2 separate regions of the Pan troglodytes genome follow, and region 2 is linked to region 1. Evidence: chromatin contacts called from public HiChIP or PLAC-seq data. All regions are on one chromosome and are shown on one strand. Each heading gives the region's core, a stretch centred on a gene start, on an enhancer-like site or on the middle of the called end of the contact. The rest is flanking DNA. Distances are from core to core; before and after follow the strand shown. Region 1 holds the start of POM121L2 (POM121 transmembrane nucleoporin like 2). Region 2 holds the start of ZNF184 (zinc finger protein 184).

What was found. HiChIP or PLAC-seq counts read pairs in DNA pulled down with a chosen protein or histone mark.
Region 2: a contact with region 1 is called in an H3K4me3 HiChIP or PLAC-seq map of stem cell-derived excitatory neurons, with 2.5 times the contacts expected there. The contact joins the promoter of ZNF184 here to the promoter of POM121L2 in region 1. A contact is called at or near these places in 1 of 7 Hi-C or Micro-C datasets (induced pluripotent stem cells) and 1 of 1 datasets of contacts at active chromatin or transcription factors (stem cell-derived excitatory neurons).

What each region holds. Positions count from the first base shown.
Region 1 is chr5:33,277,664-33,284,777 of NHGRI_mPanTro3-v2.0_pri, forward strand. POM121L2 (POM121 transmembrane nucleoporin like 2) reads right to left here and starts at 2,849. Exons shown (of 1, transcript XM_054686645.2): 1 at 1-2,849. The coding sequence starts at 1,028.
Region 2 is chr5:33,438,937-33,445,558 of NHGRI_mPanTro3-v2.0_pri, forward strand. It overlaps ZNF184 (zinc finger protein 184), which reads right to left and starts at 1,587. Exons shown (of 6, transcript XM_001136729.7): 1 at 1,403-1,587; 2 at 718-863. The coding sequence starts at 724.

The sequences.
Region 1 (7,114 bases), core at 1,599-4,098:
GCATAACCAAGCTGGGGAGGTGGGATCTCTGACACCAGGTTCTCAGGGCTAGACGGCAGCTGTGGAATCTTCTGGTTTTGCTGCCCAGAACTTTCAGATGCTCCTAGGGACTCAAAATCTGATACCAGTGGGACTGGAGAGTAAGGCCGATGACAACTTTTTTCCTTTTTTATTGGCCACTCTGGTGTCTCGAATGACACACTGAGAACACTTCTCTTCCAAGGGTCTGAGAAATTTCTGGAAGAGCTGTAAGAGCTGGAAATAGCATTCCTTTTGGAGCTGAGGGTGCCACCTCTGTATATGCTGGCCAAGGAGCTCATGGAGGAGCAATTGGGCCTCTTAGTCAAGCTGTGGTCTGAGCCCCAGGAGTGGAGACTTCTCTTCAGCGGCCCAGGCCTGGGCACAAAAGAAGTGAGGGTTCCATTTTTCATCAGGGGTTTAAATGCCGATGGTCTGGTCTCTGGACTCCTTCTCTTACTGTCCAGACTCTCAGGGAATAGTGGTTCTTCCAACCTCCCTTTCCCTTTTCTGCACTCTCTGAGGGCCCTCAACACTGTCTCCTTTGAACATGGATCTGCGAGCTCCTCAGAGGGTGGGAGTCCTGCAAGGGCAATTACATCTTCAGGAGAAGTGGAAGGGGGCACTCTCTGGTCAAGAGGAGTGATCCTGATGGTCACTGGGCTCCAAATTGGCCTGGGATGTCGAAGAGACCAAATAGTCCGCTTTAAGTAACTTTCCCACCAGTCTGAAGGGAGAGGCCCCAGGGGGGAATTCTGGGACTTCTTCATGGGAAAGCGCCTCCAAGCCTCGTTGGCCAGCCACGTGGTTGGATTGGCAGGATCCAGGTTTGGCCGCCTCCTCACAGGTCTATACCGTGGGGCAGGGTGGGCGCGGTGGACGAACTGAACCCGATGAACTTGGTGAAGGTGCTGAGGTGGCCGGCGTTTCGTGGGCCTCTCGGGCAAGTCGGTGCGCACCTGGGCTGGGGACGAGGGCGAAAGTTCCAGTTTGCTCAGGAAACTGCCCATGAGGAGAGATGAGGCGCGGGCAGTGAGTTCAAGCACGGTTTTGGCTTCCGAGGTTTCGGACGTCTGCAGAATCGGACAGAGTCGAAGAGCGCAGTGTTCGGTTGACGGTTGGGATTCACGCGCTAGGAAAGCGCGAGTCTCAGGGCGCTTAGCACTCTCCAGGCCCGGCACCCGCGGGAACGGGGGACACGCGGGACTTCGGCAGTCCCAGTAACTTGCTTTGCTGTTCTGAGACCTCAGCGAGGCGGTCAGACCTCTGCTGCCTCCGCAGCGAGTTGCAGTACTTGGCGCGGGGAGAGGAACTCGAGAGGAAGCTCACTGCCCCTCGCCCCTGGCGTCGGCAGCGGCTGTCTGGGACCCTGTGGTCCCAAGTGGCGCAGAGCTGGAATCGAGTGGGTGCACAGTTTCCAGGCTCCGACTATTACTGGCCTCGAAGGTACAGGCTCAGGGGGCTCAGGGCCCCGGCGCAGATCCGTCGGCCCGCGGGATCCCCGGAGTCTGAGTGGGGAGCACTATCCGCACCCCGCAGAGTGAGTGCGGGCGGCTTTCGCAGGTGCTCAGGACTGGAGATCTGGACCGGTGGCTGTGCCGCCCGGATGGCATTTGTGGCACTAGCAGTCGGGAAGGCAGCTGATTGAGGATTTCCGCGTTTCTCTTTTTTTTTGCAGATCGTGACGCCGCCAGTAGGTGTCAGTCATTTGCCGCACAGCCACCTTAGAGATCCACCTGTGTCTCCCAGCGGCAGAATCCAGGTTTCCTTCCTATTCGCACTTGAAGAACTAATGGAGATTGCCGTCAGGAGTGGCCTCAGAGATCCGGAGTGGGCGAATGGGAAATCGCATCTTACGGCCCAGAACCTGAGCCCTCCACAAGCACTTGGCTCAGTCCCTTGCTCAGGCCACCTCCTGTTCTCTTCTGCTCTGTGAAAGACACTGTTAAGAGAATGAAAAGACACGCCACAGACTGGAGAAAATATTTGCATAATACGTATGTATCTGCTGAAGCACTGGTATACAAAATATACATAGAATGTTAAAACTCATAATAAGGTAAAAAATTAATGGGCAAAATATTTAAACAGAAACCCCGCCAAAGAAGATATGCAGATGGAAAACAGTATAAAAAGATGCCAAACATCATTGACATATGCTATATGTCAATATTTAGCTATATATAACTAAACATCAGTAAATACTTCTGATTGCAATTTAAACATCAGTAAGATACCATAATTGCAAATTAAACATCAGTAAGATATTACTACACACCATTCAATTGGCTAAAATTCAAAACACCACATGCTAAGGAGGAGGTGGAGTAACAGGTACTCTCATTCATTACTGATGAGAATGCAAAATGGTACAGCCACTTTGGAGGACAGTATGGCAATTTCTTACAAAGCTAAAACACAGTCCTACAATACAATTCAACCACCACAATCCACGTGTTTATCCAAATGAGCTTAAAGTGAATGTCCACATAAGGACCTGCATGTGAATGTTTATAGAAGTTTTATTCGTAGTTGCCAAAAATTGGAAGCAACCAAGAAGTCCTTCAACAGGCAAATGAATAAACTGTGGCATAACCATACAATGGAATATTATTCAACACTAAAAAGAAATGCACTATCAAGTCACGAAAAGATATAGAGGAACCTAAAATCCATATTGCTAAGTGAATGGAACCATCTGAAAAGGCTACATATGACTTCAAATATATGACAATCTGGAAAAGGCAAAACAATAGAGATAGCAAACAGAGTGCAACCGTGGTTGCAGGAGAGGTGGTAAAGAAATGTGGGATACCTTTAAGCACACCAACATACACAAAATGAAAGCACTAGGAAAGGAAAGAGAGAAAGGAGTAGAAAAAATTGTCAAAGAGAGTGGCTGAAAACTTCCCAATCTAATTGAAAAACATTAATCTACATGTCCAGAAAGCGCAACAAATTCTACATAGGATTATACAAAGAGTTCCACAAACAGATATGTCAAGTAAAAGCACTGAAATACAAAGACAAAGAGAAAATCTTGAAAGTAACAAGAGAAAAATGACTCATCACTTACAGAAGAACCCTAAACAAATTAACAACTGACTTCTCATATGAAACAATGGAGGCCAGAGGCAGTGGGATAAGATATTCAGTGTTCAGCAAAAAATACTGTCACCCCAAAGTTCTACATCTAACAAAGCTACCTTTCAAAAATGAAAGCAAAATAAAGACATTCCCACATAAACAAAAACAGAGAATTTGTTGTTAGAAGACCTGCCTTAGAAATACTAAAGGAAATTATTCAGACTGAAGGTGACACCATCTGGTAATTCAAATACACATTTAAAACAAGAGCACTGGTAAAGGTAATCACGCAATTATAAAAGACAGTATAAATGTGTTCTTATCTTAACTGATTCAAAAAGTAATTGTACAAAACAATATGCATATTATGTACAAAACCATATGCTATGAGGGCCTATAGCATATAGAAATGTAATATATCTGCTAATAACAGCACAAAGGAGGTGGGTGAGAAGAAAGCTGCACTGTGCTAAGGAAATAACTCCTGATAGTAAGACAAATTTATAGGAATAAATAAAGAAACCAGAAATGATAAATAATAAGATTAATATAGAATAAGCTATATATATACACACACACACAATTTTTTCTCCTTTTGTTTCTCTCACCTTATTTAAAACACATAAAATTATATAAATTAATAATTGTAATAATGTTAGGTTTGTAATATTTATAGTTGTAATATTTATAACAATAATATGATTAAAAGGGAGAAATAGGAGAAAGAGCTATATGGGATTGAGATTTTTATATCTCACTGGAATTAAGTTAGTATAAATCTGAAAGTGTTCTGATAAGGTATATGACAAATAAGTCCTAGGAATTATTGAATTATTTCCTCTGAAGAAATAATTCAAAATTTATAGTGGAAAAATCATCAAAGAAATTAAATGCTACAGTATAAAATATTTGCTTAATGCAAAAATGGAATATAGGAGGAAAGGAAGAACCAAAAAGGCATGAGACATACGGAAAATAAAAAGTTAAATACCAGACAAATCCAAATATATCAGTAATAATAATTTTATATGTAAATATATTAAGCAATTGAATCAAAAGGCAGAGACTGTCAGGGTGGATAAAGAAACAGTATTCAGCTATCTTTTGTCTAGAGAAGACACCATTTACATTTAAAGATACAAGTAAATTGAAAGTAAAAGGATGGAAAACATATGTCATGCAAACTTCATCCAAAAAAAGCTGTAATGACTATACGAGTAGACAAAGTAGACTTTAAAACAAATAATGTTACTAGGGACAAATAAGGACAAAAAGGGCTAATCCATCAGGAAGATATCACAATTATAAACATCTATGCAATTAATAAGAGCACCAAAATACATAACGACAAAAGTGACAGAAATGAAGAGAAAAATAGACAATGCAAAAATAATAGTTGGAGTCCTCAGTGCCCCACTTTCAGTAATGAAAAGAACAACTAAGAAATAGATCAGGAGGGAAATACAAGACTTGAAGAATGCTATAAACCAACTAGACCTAACAAATATTTATAGAATCTCCATTAAACAGCAGCAGAATGTACATTCTTCTCAAGAGCATATGGAACATTCTCTGAGATACATCCTATGCTAGGTCATAAAACAAATCCAAATAAATTGAAAAGGATAGAAATAATGCAAAGTATGTTTGTCTGATCACAATGGAATGAAATCAGAAATCAAACACAGAGAGAAATTTAAAAATCCACAAATAAGTGGAAATTAAATTTCTAAATAGCCAGTGGGTTAAAGAAGAAATATTAAGATAAATTAGAAAATATTTGAGATAAATGAAAATAAAGAAACGACATACCAAAACTTATGGGATTCAGGTAAATTAGTGTTTAGAGGAAAATTTATAGCTATAAATGCCGATATTAAAAAAGAAGAAAAATATCAAATGAGTAAACTAAGTTTTTACCTTAAGACACTGGAAAAAGACCAAACTAAACAGAAGCAAAATTCAGGATATCAGTGAAATTAATGAAGTTAATAATAGAAAAATGTCAACAAAATCAATGAAATGAAAAACTAGCTCTTCAAAAAGATCAACAAAATTAACAAACCTTTAGATAGAGTGACCAAGAAAAAAAGAGAACTGAAATTATTGGAATCCAAAATGAAAGAGTGAACATTACTACTAACCATATAGAATTAAAAAGACTGTAAAGGACAGCTGCGAAAAACTGTATGCCAAAACATTAGATAACTTAGATGGAATAGACAAATCCCTGTAATGATGCTAACTACTGAAACTGACTCAAGAAGAAATAGACAATCTGAATAGACCTGTAATAAGTAAAGAGATAAATTAGTAATAAAAAAAACTATATACAAATAAATGTCCAGACTTAGATGGCTTCATTGTTGAATTCTACCAAACACTTAAAAGAATTAATACCAACTCTTCACAAACTCTTCCAAAAAACAGAAGAGGAGGAAACACTTCTCAATTCATTCTACAAGGCCAGTACCAGTATCCTTATACCAAAACCAGGCAAAGCCATCACAAGAAAAGAAAACTACAGACCAATATTTCTTATGAATACAGACATAAAAATACTCAACAAAACACCAGCAAGATGAATCCAACAACATATAAAAGAACTAGATATCATTACCAAGTGGGATTTATCCCAGAAGTGCAAGATTGTTTTAAATTCTGAAAATCAGTTAATATGATACACCATGTCAACAGAATAAAAAACAAAAACCACATGATCATCTCAAAAGATCTCTTTCATGTTAAAAAGTCTCAACAAACTAGAAATAGAAGGGAATTTCTTCAACCCTAAAAATGCACCTACAATTGCATGGAACCCTTGAAAAACTAGAACAAAGTTGAAAGACTCACACTTCCTGATTTCAAAATTTACTATAGAGCAACAGTAATTAAAACAATGTTGTACTGCCATAAGCATAAACATATAGATGAATGGAATCTACAGTTGAGAGGCCAGAAATAAACCCATATGTCTATGGTCAACTGACTTTTTCCAAGAGTCCGAGACTATTCAGTAGGAAAAGAATAGTCTTTCCAACAAATGGTGCCGGGACAAATTGACAGACATGTGCAAATGAATAAAGTTTGACACTTACCTCACACCATATACAAAAATTGACTCAATGGATTAAAGAGCTAAATATAAGAGCTAAAACTATAAAACCCAATATTTGGGAAACCACTGCCTTATAGAAAGCTTATACATTTGTACTACAAGGCAAATACATGAATGTTTATAGCAGTATTATTTAGAATACAAAAAATCTGGAAGATATCTGAATGTGTATTCACAAAAACGAACACCAGAGAATTTAATTGTGATATACCTGTGCAGGGGAATACAATACCACAACGTAAACTGAATGGTCTCCAGGTACATTCAATAACATGGATGAATATCACAAACCAAAAGTTGTGCAAAAGAAGGCAGGCAAAGAATAAAAAGACAGTATATATATAAAGTTCAAAAACTGGAAAATACATTTTGTCTTTTGATTCATACACATGAGGTGTATTAGTATCAAGTAAGGAAAACAGAGATCACACTGATTATTTTAACAGGATTATTAGATGGAATTGGTAAAATGGGTGTTGGAAGACTAAAAAAGCAAAAAGAAACAGTAGTGACAGCATGAAACAGCTACTACCCCAAGAGTTGAGGAAACACACGTGCAAGAGGTGGGGTTATTAGAAGCTAGAAGCTTAGAGAAAGAGACTCAGTGCTGAAGCCAGATCTCTGAGGAGGGGTCACTGGCCAGCTGGTGCTGTGATCTCTGAGAGGATATGATGAGGCTGGTTCTGGGAGTGTGGAAAACAACCCTGAAAACGTGAACTAATTGCTGCTGGAACTTACTGCTACTACAGCGTGAAGTGCTGCTGGGATGATGCTAACAGGAAGAGAACAACAGAATTGAGAGTTTCTTCTCTGTTTTCCAGCCTTCCAGTGTCCTTCTAGAGTCCTCCACTGCCAGAGTCTAAGAGAGGGTACAGGGTGAGGTTTGCAGTC
Region 2 (6,622 bases), core at 337-2,836, 160 kb after region 1:
AGGCACTGCATTTTAACAAAAATGCTGACAAGCAGGAGAGTTTTCAGAGAAAGGTCTAGATACATCACACAGACCAATCAAAAGAAGTGAGGCTATATTGCTTAGAAAAGAATTTATGAGGAGGAGTTGTAACAGCTGAATTCACATATCTTAAGGGCAGCAGTGTGAAAGAAAGAACAGACAGTTTCCTTTTCTTTGGAGGACTAAGAACTAAGATCAACACAAAAGTTACAGGGACAAGTACATCTGTTTAATATAAGAAACTAAAAAAGAAAGCCAACAAGGGAATAGTCTGCACCCAAAATGGCGAGTTTAATGCCACACTAGTTCGGGCATAGGGTTGACAGACAGCCGTCTGCCAAGGAGATTTCAAAACTGACTCTTTCATTGAAGGGATAATTGCCAAGATGTCTTCTGACTTCAAGATTATAATTTTAATATTTAATATTCAGAAGTCATGTGGGGATCACAGATATTCTGAATGATTATGTCTTTTCATTCCCCAATGGAATGAAAGAAAAAAATAAACTCCTCTCCCAAGTATCTCTCTATAAAACAGAATCTCTCCCTACAATGTAATTCGGTTTCTTTGCTAATCCCTAAGCATACCGTTCCTTCCTTCCAAATCTCCTGCTCTGATCTCAAGTATTTGATCCTCCAGTCATGACTGTTCTCAAGCCTCCATCACCCCGCTCTCCCCCAAGTCGACCCCACTACCTTCCATCTCAGGAGCTCATCCCGTTCCTCTGGAACTTGAACACCAGGGTTCGCCAGGCAGCGTTCCTTCAGCTGGTACCTCGGTCTAGGACTCAGATGTCTAACTCCCCTTGCAGGGAATCTGCAACACGCTGAGGTTGTCTACCCTAAAAGACACAGGATGGCGTCAGCAGCATACGTCACACAATCACACATCAGAGTCTTGCAAAGTGACCAAGAGGTGCTACACAAGAGAAGTGCCCCAAGAGAGCACTAGAGAGGTGTGTGGCACTCCGATGAACAAAACAGAGTGGAGATCGGGTACGCGGGTTCTGCTTCAGATCCAAAAAACCCTTGGTGCCCACCCTAGAATCTGGCCGGGGCATCCACAGACCTGGTGTGTTCCCTCTGTGCACACTTGTGACTCACACCCCTGCGAGCTCGGATAACACGAAGACACACCTGTTGCAGAGCGTTAAAGCTGGAAGGTGGACAAGCAGGGCGGGGCCCGGCACCCGACTTCCCCTTAGGCCAGAACAAAAGAACAAAGCCCTCCAAGGGATCAGGGCGGGACCGCCCCGCACAGAAGGAGGCGAGGTGCGCCCCCTTCGAGGACTCCCCAGCTTTCTCCTGCAGAGGCCTCTAAGCGCGAAAACAGAAGGGTTACGTCACGAGTCCGGAGGGCTGGCTGTTGCCATGGTGATACCTGAGCTCCCCTCCCCCTATAGCGATCCACACACTCCGATCCCGGGTCCGGAAGCGCATTGACCGCCACCAGACCTAACGCAGGGAGCCGAAGCAACTGGACTTCCAGAGCGCCAACCTCTTTCCACGCCTACAACCGGCTTCAACGGTCACTTCCGGTCGTTACGAGCGAGCCCCGCCCCGCACGCCGGCGCCGGGCGGGCACACCGGACCAGCGTTCCCAGAACACTCCGCGAAGGTGTTCCTGAACTTCATTTCCCAGAGGCTTTAGCTAACGTGTACTTTGGCCCTGCGATGGGCCGCACATTTTCGCCGCCAGTCTTTTGCTCCTGTTTCAGGTATGCGTGTGCATTGTAAACTTGTCTGACTGAACTGATTATAAGAAATGCACGTCTACTGACCGAGCGCAGTGGCTCACGTCTGTAATCTGAGCACTTTGGGAGGCCGAGGTGGGTGGATCACTAGGTCAGGAGTTCGAGACTCAGCCTGGCCAATATGGTGACACCCCGTCTCTACTAAAAATACAAAAATTAGCCGGGCGTGGTGGCGCGCGCCTGTAGCTACTCAGGAGGCTGAGGCAGAAGAATCGCTTGAACCCGGGAGGAAGAGATTGCAGTCAGCCGAGATCGCGCCACTGCACTCCAGCCTGGGCGGCAGAGCGAGACTCCGTCTCAAAAAAACAAAACAATAAAAAAAAAAAAAAAAAAAGAAAAGAAAAAAAAGAAAGAAAGAAAAGAAAAAAAAAGAAATACACGTCTACACACAGTTTTAAAACGCAAACAATCGTTACCTTTATTACATGTTCTACCTTCTATTTTCTGTTCTACTCTTTTGTCGTTTTGAAAATACTGGTAGTTACCCATTAAAATTGTTTTCACGACTCTCAAATGAGTGGCGACCAACTTTTTTTTTTTTTTTTTTGAGACGAAATCTAGCTCTGTTGCTCAGGCTGGAGTGCAATGGCGCGATCTCGGCTCGCTGCAACCTCCACCTCCCGGGTTCAAGCGATTCTCCTGCCTCAGCCTCCCGAGTAGCTGGGATTACAGGCATGCACCACCATCCCCGGCTAATTTTTGTATTTTTAGTAGAGACGAGGGGGGGTCACCATGTTGGCCAGGCTGGTCTCGAACTCCTGACCTCAAGTGATCCGCCCGCCTCGGCCTCCCAAAGTGCTGGGATTGCAGGCGTGAGCCACTGCGCCCGGCCCCAACATGTTTTTCTAATGCTTAAGGAAACCCGGAGATAATATTCCCATGTTTTGCCACTTAGTAAAGCATTTTATATGCCTGTGTCAGCGAGCACATAGCTGCAAGTGTAGCCCATGGCCAGTCTGTCACTGTGTCCTTGGCAGAAAAAAAGAATCCAACAAATCGGTAGGTTTTTATATTTAAGACATGGCACTTGCATTTTATTATGCTGAAGTGCATCCCCAGCATTTGGATAAGGGGCCAAGGTCAAGTCTCTCAGACTGTTGGCTGACAAACATTAAACCTGGAAATCCTAACACTGAGTGTATGAAAAACATTTACAGTCAAGGGAACATGATAGAGAAAGCTTCGGTCATCTTAGAGAATGCATATATTGCCATGAAGAGAACATTGGTTTAAAAAAAAAAGTTCAAGAGAATGAAAAGACAAGTCACAGACTGGGAGAAAATACTTGCAAAGTACATATCTGATAAAGAACTGATATCCAAAATATATAAGAACTCTTAAAACTCAACAATAAGGAGACAAACCGATTAAAAAATAGGCCAAAGACCCTAACAGATGTCACCAAAGAAGATATGCAGATGGAAAATAAGCATATGAAAAGATGCTCCACGTATGTCCTCAGTGAAATGCAAATTAAAACAATGGGATGCCACTATACACCTGTCAAAATGGCCAAAATCCAGAACCCTGACAATACCAAATGCTGACAAGGATGTGGAGCACAGGAACTTTCATTCCTTGCTGGTGGGAATGCAAAATATTAGAGTTATGTTGGAGGACAGTTTGACAATTTCTTACAAAACTAAACATACTCTTACCATGTGATCTAGTAATTGTGTTCCTTGGTATTTATGCAAAGGAGTTGAAAATGTATGTCCACACAAAACGTGCCCAAGAATGTTTATAGCAGCTTTGTTCATGATAGGCAAAACTTGGAAGCAGCCAAGATGTCCTTCAGTACATGAATGAATACATAAACTATGATACATTCAGACAATGAAACATTCAGTAAGGAAAAGAAATGAGCTATCAAGCTACCAAAAAGGAAGAACAGAAGAATATTAAGTGCGTATTGGTGAGTGAAAGAAGTCAATCTGGAAAAGGCTACATACTGTATAATTCCATCTACATAACATTCCTGAAAAGGCTAATCTATGGAAACAGCAAAGATTGGTGGTTGCCAGGGGTTTAGGGGGAGGGAAAAAGGGAAGAATAAGTGACATTCAGTGGATTTTAAGAGGGAAGAATAAGTGACGTTCAGTGGATTTTAAGAGGGAAGAATAAGTGACGTTCAGTGGATTTTTAAGGCAGTGAAACTATTCTGTATGATATTGTAATGGCGAATACATGTTGTTATACATTTGTTAAAACCCATAGAATATACAGCACAAAGAGTGAACTGTAATATAAACTATGGTCTTTAGTTAATAATAATTTATCAACATTGGCTCATCAATTTTAACAGATGTACCACACTAGTGCAAGATGTTAATAATAGAGAAACTGGGGGAGGAGGGGAGAAGGAAGGAGTATACTGAAACTCTACTTTCTGCTCAATTTTTCTATAAACCTAAAACTGTTCCCCAAATTTTCTATTAAATTTAAAATATAAGAATGTTAAATATGCTTATGGTAAGGTCTCAGAAGGAAATTAATGACATGCAATTAGAAACTGAAGGAATGGTTATCTTGTTATAAAGTGGGAGAGCCTTGGCTGAATTGTATTCTATATTTGGGTGGAAAACAGAATTTGTACATGATGAACTTGAATATTTAGTTAAGAAGACTTCCAAGTAAAATGTGGAATGTGCAACCTGGTTAGTTATTGCTGCTTATGGTGAAATGCATGAGGAAAGAAATAAACTGAGGAAGGAACTATTCAGCACAAAGGAACCAGCACTCATGATTTGGAAAACTTTTAGCCATACCTTATACAAATGAGGCTTTCAATACATGTTGAGGACACAGAAAGATATAATTTTTGTCTTCAGTGACTTCTCTATATGTTGCCCAAAGTGGCCTCCAACTCCTGACCTCAAGCAATCCTCCCACCTCAGCCTTCCTAAATGCTGGGGTTACAGTCCATAAGCCACTGAACCCAGCCCTCAGAAACCTTTTGTGCTTAAAAAAACACCTCAGCAAAATACAAAGCAACTAGTGATATATTTGAACTGAAATTACTAATCAACTTTGGCTTGTTTTACTGTAACAATGACTAGGGACTGGCCACAGCTGCAATCTTACTTGTTTTACTGGGCTGAAAACAAAAACATAGTAGAATGGATCTCAGTAAAGGTAGAGAGTCAGGACTTAGTTGCAGGAAACAAAAACCAGTCCAGTTTCTACTTTAGCCCTAAATTGGAAACAAATCAAATGTCCTTCTATACTTAAAAAGGCAAATTGTCAGTTTTTCTTCAAATACAAGGAATACAAAGAAAATACATTTTTTTTCTACAAAGAAAAAAAAATTAGCTAGGAGTGGTTGGTGCATGCTTCTATTCCTAGCTACTCTGGAGGCTGAGGCAGAAGGATGGCTTGTGCCCAAGAGTTCAGGTTACAGTAAGCTATGATGGTGCCACTGCACTCCAGTCTGTGTGATAGAGTAAGACCCTGATTCTAAAAATTTTTTTAAATTTCTTAAAAGAGATTTGATATTTCTTTGGTATCTAACTTTATTCAAAGCTGGAGTTGCAAATGATTTCAGCAAAAAAAATAAAGATATGCTTGATAAAAATATGTCCACCAAATAAAAAGGATGTGATATGCATGAACTATGAACAACAATCTATAGCACAACTTATATTTGTATGGACACCTGGCTACCCCATCAAACTGCTTCATGTCTATTCCCTCAAATTATGGTCTTCCATAAAACTAGTGAATTTCTTTTAGTCTTCTTTTGAGCCTGTAGGGGTGAGAGAATCTTTTTTCTCCCTTCTGGAGGTTGGATATTTGAGTCTGAGAAATAAAGCTGCTAGTAGACAGATTAACAGAAGAAAAGGCATACACATTTATTATGCACATATGCACAGGGGTCCCAGAAAGTGTAAGTGAGACTCAAAGAAGGGGCAGATGGTTGAAGCTTAAATAGGACTTGGAGCTACATAAAGAAATAGGAGCTTGAAGGCTCCTGGAAGGTGGTGGCGAGAAGCAATGTGAGGGTCAGGGCAGGAACAGCTCTGGGAACAAAGCTTGTCTTATTAAACAGATAAAGTCTCTCAAGTAGCAGCCCTCAGAATAGGTGGTGAAGAAAAGAATTGAAGTCTGGCTGGGCGAGATGTCCCGGGCATGGAGACCTTTAGTTTTCTCTCCTGGGATCTGAGTTAATCTTCTCTGGTTAATACAGATTCCAGGAGAGGGTTCATGACAATCTCTTTCCTTCTGGAGGAACCTCCGTAAGTCAAATAAGGGAAACTTCAGTGAAAGCCCCTCCCTGCCATTCAAGAAAGAAAGAGGATCAGGAGGCAGTGGGGCTGCGGAAGGTCAGAGAGACTTTGATTCTGAGGTTGCTTCTTTAGTTCAAAGTACTCAGCACTTCCAAGAGCCATACTTTGGGGTATCGTTTTCTGAGCTCTAACAAGGGTCCTCAGAAAATCTCTGTCTCTTCCCTTCCCGCTCTTCGTTCGTTTCTCCTCTTCCTCTTCCTCCTCTTCTTTCTCCTTCATCCTCTTCTTTCTACCTCCTGTCCCTCCTTCCTTTCTCTCTTCTCCTTTCTGGTCACTTTCTTCTTTTCCTCTTCCTTCTTGTCCCTCTTCCTCATTTATCTACTTAGTCGACATGATTTCTTAGCTTGCGATTGTTTCCCTCTTTTCTTAGATTAGTATATGGTTCCAAGAAGTAGATGAAAGCCAATTACAATAATCTGTGCATCCGAAGGGCTCAGGGAAACTCCAGGACCGGCAGCTTTAGACTTCAAGACGGAAGCACAAGAGGAAAAGAAAACATACTGCGTGGGTTAGATTTTGAGAGAAGGAGCGTCTGCCTTGGCCAAAAATCAAAGTAGGATC